Linked DNA regions of Gossypium hirsutum: region 2 is linked to region 1. Evidence: chromatin contacts called from public Hi-C data. All regions are on one chromosome and are shown on one strand. Each heading gives the region's core, a stretch centred on a gene start, on an enhancer-like site or on the middle of the called end of the contact. The rest is flanking DNA. Distances are from core to core; before and after follow the strand shown. Region 1 holds the start of LOC107911505 (C-terminal binding protein AN). Region 2 holds the start of LOC107910826 (golgin candidate 3).

What was found. A called contact is a pair of places that touch in the nucleus more often than the background predicts.
Region 2: a contact with region 1 is called in a Hi-C map of leaf, with 2.2 times the contacts expected there. The contact joins the promoter of LOC107910826 here to the promoter of LOC107911505 in region 1. A contact is called at or near these places in 6 of 34 Hi-C or Micro-C datasets (anther, callus, hypocotyl and 1 more).

The regions. Positions count from the first base shown.
Region 1 is chrD11:8,451,510-8,454,209 of Gossypium_hirsutum_v2.1, reverse strand. LOC107911505 (C-terminal binding protein AN) reads left to right here and starts at 1,274. Exons shown (of 8, transcript XM_016839333.2): 1 at 1,274-2,121; 2 at 2,693-2,700. The coding sequence starts at 1,510. It overlaps LOC107911504, which reads left to right. Exons shown (of 2, transcript XM_016839332.2): 2 at 1-15.
Region 2 is chrD11:8,617,293-8,619,992 of Gossypium_hirsutum_v2.1, reverse strand. It overlaps LOC107910826 (golgin candidate 3), which reads left to right and starts at 1,339. Exons shown (of 15, transcript XM_041105910.1): 1 at 1,339-1,763; 2 at 2,241-2,339. The coding sequence starts at 1,551.

The DNA.
Region 1 (2,700 bases), core at 25-2,524:
TTAATTTTTAGCTTATTATACAGGTATCCTGTTTAAAAACATCGTTCATGATACAAGGTACTGAGTCAGGTAATTGTAGGTTGACGCCTTTAGTGAGTTCTTGGAGACTCAGTGCTTCAGTCAGTAGGGGCTATTTGCTACTAATTCCTACTTCTTATTCCTTAATTCTCCTGCTAATAAATGCACAAAAGAATATTTGAAAGTACTGAGGAGCTATATTCTACTCTATGATTATTGCTTTGTGTGGATCAAATTAGACGGAACTGGTTATAATATTAGGCAGTACATTACATGTACTATAATTAGAAGAATTCACTTAGATAATAGATCGTGATATTATTATTTGATTATTGTTTCAAAAATTAATGGTAAAAACTTATCGATAACTCTTTTTTACCGATTACCGATCATTAAAAAAGAGCTTTTCATAATTAAAAGTGTAATTTAAATTAAATTTTGTACTGTAAAATTGAATTTTCTGTACACACTTTGTTTTAATATCCATTTGCCTTAGCTGTTTGGAAGGCATCCTTGCTGCATGGATTTGTTGGTGCATTCGAAAAGCGTGTAATGAATTTGTGTTCGTGGGGATCAAAACATGTTTGGGAATTGTTTTGGTCCAATCATAATGAAATCATGAATCCATATTTCTTACTCCACTCAGTGTAGAAAAGAGATCAGTCTCATGAATAGCATCCTCCATCATTTGATGGTGTCAAACTTAACATCGATGCAACCTTTGGTCTGCTGAAAAGAGTGGTAGGCATTTCATTGCCAGGGAACCATTATTACGTGTGACATTTATTGTCCATCAGCATTTATGCTTAAAACCAAAAGCTTTGAGGTTTGACTCTGATATGATATCATTAAGAATCAAGAATTGTGGAATGTAACAACTTTGGACTGATCAATGGTGCTAAATAATGTGATCATCCATGACTGACTACGTGCGCCAACGTCAAGTTACAACAAAGTTGCAGATTGGATGACACATGCTCCCTTATGATTCCTAATGAACTAATCCTCGCGTTCTTTAATGAAAGAAAGAAGGGGATGTTTCGTATACTATATATTTGGACGGAGTTTTTGTATCATATATGCATGTAATATCACAATTCATAGCCTAGCCTACTATATAGAATGTGGTAGACAGAGCTTCAAAAAACAAAAATCTCATGCCAATAGTCTGAACGCAGCGCAGGGCGTTTATTTGCCAAAAACTGGGACATAATTGGAATTTTGAAGTTAATGGTCAGTTGCCCAAAAACAAGGGGACACATTTCATTCCTTTAAAATTCCTCCCGAAGCTGAGGAGCTACATCAAGAAACAAGGATAAGACAAAACGCGTAAGCACGGTTTTACTTAGGCAAGCAAGTACCCTTGGCGAAACTTTAGCCCCGCAAAATGCCCAAAGTTATACTCATCAACCATATCCAGTACCAGTAACCTCTAATTCCCACCCGAAGTCTCTTTTAACCTCGTCACAATAGTGAGTGCACGATCCGAGGATGAACGTCGCCTCCAACTCCACGACGTCGCCTATGCTCAGATCCTCTTCCGGAATGCGTCACCGTGACAACCCTACGCCTCTCCCTTTGGTTATTTCCCTCAACTGCATCGAAGATTGCGCCCTCGAGCAAGAATCCTTAGCCAGCGTCGCAGTGGTCCACCACGTCCCTCTCAGCAGCTTAGGCGACGGGAAGATCGAGGGGGCCGCCGCCGTTCTTCTCCACTCCCTTTCCTACCTCCCTCGAGCTGCCCAGCGTCGCCTCCGTCCTTACCAGCTCATCCTCTGCCTCGGCTCCTCTGACCGCGCCGTCGACTCCGCCTTAGCCGCTGACCTCGGACTACGTCTTGTCCATGTCGACGCCTCGCGAGCTGAGGAGATCGCAGACACTGTCATGGCGCTGTTTCTGGGCTTGCTCCGTCGCACGCACTTGCTCTCTCGCCACGCGCTTTCGGCTTCCGGTTGGCTTGGATCAGTTCAGCCGCTTTGTCGGGGAATGAGGCGGTGCCGAGGACTAGTGTTGGGAATTGTTGGTAGATCTGCATCGGCCCGATCTCTGGCCTCTAGAAGCTTAGCCTTCAAAATGAGTGTGCTGTATTATGATATTGTGGAGGTAAAAGATCGGCTAGTCTCGAGAATTAATGGTCAATTAGGTTGACTTCCGACTGCACTAGACACTCTTAACTTTCTTTAACTCCGTTATATTGCTACTTAAAATTGACTTCTTATTTCCTTCACCAATTTAACTTCGAACTTAGCATTTCTGTACTTGCTTGTTTATGAAATTTAGCAAGTACTAATAAGGTACTCTCTTATTTACTTTGGGCGGATGCTTTGTCAAAAGTGTCACAGATTTTGTCAAAATCAACACTATCTGAAATTGCTATAGGCATTTTGACCTGGTGTAAAGATCTTAAAGATATAGTCTCTTCTAACATGTTATTCAGTTATATCTTCTTAGGTAAACTGAAAAGGAATTACAGATATACTGCAAATTGCATTTAAATTAAAAATGAGCTTGGTTTTTAGTGGTGTATATATGATTGTTTTATGTTGTTTACATGGTCCGTTAATTCAGATTCTCACTGTTTGGATTTTAGTAGTTAACAATTTATTTTTATTTCTCATGCTGTTGGATCAATTTTCCATTGGAATAAAATTTCCTCTGAATCATGTTTTTACAGGAAAATGG
Region 2 (2,700 bases), core at 90-2,589, 170 kb before region 1:
TTTGCTAATTTTTTAGTAGAAAAGGCAAAATATAATCCAACACTTAGTACATTTAAATTTGCTCGTCCTATTAGCTTGGCTTTCAACCAGAGGAAGATGAGGATGACGTCAAGTCATCATGCCCCTTATGCCTTGGGCGACACACGTGCTATAATAGACCTGATTATGGGTAGTAAAATTTAAATTCATGGGTAGTGACTTAGCTTAGCGCGCTATTTTTCGATGCATAGGTGAAAGATCAAATCGGAGTTCTCGTTCAAAGTAGTGACTATACCTGATTATGGGTCAGGCCATAAAGGCCAATCCGAAAAGTGGGAGGGTTTGGGTAAAGTATATAGATTCAAAAAATAGGCTTGGGCAAAAAAAAAGACCCGTTTAGAAAACGAGTTAGGCCTCGGGTAAGCTTTTTTTGGCCTAAGCTCGACTCGAATTTGCCAAAAAAAAAACTATTTTTGTTTTACCATTACTTTGTTGCCATTTCCTATTATATTACTACTATTTTGTTGTTATTATTTAGATATTGTGTAATTAATTAGTATAGTTAAATTGAAATATATATTTTATAAATGGTTCAAATATATCAGTCTTTGCATTCTTTGTAAATTTAAAATTTAGTCTCTATACTTTTGTTCTTAAAAATTTAGTCATTTTACTTTTCAAATTTCAAAATTTGAGTCTAACGGTTAATATTTTTAAAATTATTTTATTAAATTCAAGTTCATTACAACATTTTTTTAATTACATGGTTATTAAATGAGTATTTTTTTTTAATTTCAAAATGTCATATCAATAAATTTAACACTATTAACAAAGGAATCTGAACTTTGAAATCTGAAAAGTAAATGGACTAATTTCTTAAAAATAAAATACATGAACTAAATTCTAAGTTTTTAAAAAGTACAAGGACTTTATGGCAGATTTTAACCAACAACTTTCGTCTTTGATAATTTCTCCAAAATTTCATTGTCATGACACGGAGGGAAATGCGTATTCCTCCCTCGCTTCAAATCAGCGATCCCTTTTTTATGGAGGGAAAATTGTACCGTTGGGCCAGCGATTCAAAAGCACGCGCTTCCAACAATCAAACTTGGTTCACATTTTTATAACGGGAGAAGAATAGGGAAAAATGGAGCGGGAGGAAAGTCGCCGACATAGATTAGCTCAAATCCTAACGGCGTCAGTGAAGGTAGAGGTGAGGTCGTTACTCATTATGAAGTGGGAGCTACAAATTCATCGGCCCAATAAAAAAGCCTGCTAATTGTTGTTCAGGCCTGCCCCAATACCTAACGTTTAAAAACAGTATATATTTCCATAAACTACCATAAATATTTTTTAACGATCACTCCTTCTGATAATCCGCCAAACTAAACCTCAATGTCATCTAATCTAATTAGTACTGCCATAAATAATTAACCCAAAAATTTAAGAAGATTTAATTTACCAATCTTCTTTGGCACGTCTTCCTATTCCCATTCTTGTTTGCGGGATCTCGGATACTTTCAAAACCTCTTTATCTTGAATACAACTATTGGTTGCGGGATCTTAAGGAGATGTGGACTTCCATTGCTAATTTGAAGGAAAATTTGAATAAGATAACGCTTGACGTGCACGGGGATGACGACGAAGAACTCGAGATCTACGGTTCGGAGAATGGACGCCATTCGACTTTCTCCGATAGACGGAATTCTCATACATTTGCACACTCAAAGCCTGTTTCCTTCTCTTCTCTCGCCAGTGGAATTGATTCGCCGTTCAATTCCGAGGTATGATTGCAATTAATTTTCGAGCTTGAATTTAAAAAAAAAAAAACTGTATCCGGTCTTCTGATTTCACGTAGCTTTGAGTTGATTCAGTGTGTAGTTCAGTGCCGTAAATAAATATTTAATTATATTAGTCGACACTTGACCGTTTGGGGAGCAAGTGAATTGCGGGTATAGAACCCAAGTAGCTCGGTTTAATGCTTTCTAGCCTTGCAATTTTCTTATTTGAGTTAGAAAAAATTGATTCAGGTTTGTGCTATGGTCAAAATTATAATATTTGAAGAGCTAGTGGCTTAAGATCGAAACTGCACCACTTCTGCGCTGCATGCACTTCTTTTGCTATTATACTGGTTGGTTTGTTTTTTTGTCTTGCTCATGCTATTATACTGGTTGGTAAGGCATTTGTGGTATTCCAATCTTCATGCATGATAACGAAACCATCTTCCTCCTCTCTCTCTCTCTCTGTGTTATTTTTGGTAGATTGGAAGATACAGAGCAGAAATTAAGAAGCTTCAGGAATCTGAGGCAGAAATTAAGTCCTTATCAGTCAATTATGCTGCTTTATTAAAAGAAAAAGAGGTACCCGATGGTTGGTTGTAGTTCTTGTAATAAATTTTTTGGGTTGATCTAAAGTTCAAATCTTTATAAATGATAATGATTCGAATAATTATTGAAATTGTTATTCCTCCATCATACATGGAATCCATAATGTTTTGCTTATTGCAATGAAGTATCTTGCTTTTATCATCCATTTTACAATTGTATATATCTAATACTTGACTTATGATACAGTATCTAATGCTTATATAATAAAATTTGTCAAAATTGAATTCAATATCTATTTACCAGTCAGTATTGTACAAGTCCCTAGGAGGAAAGTTAGGGTAGCAGGAGCCATTGTAGAATAAGAATTAAAAAAAAGGTATGGAAGTTTTCCTTT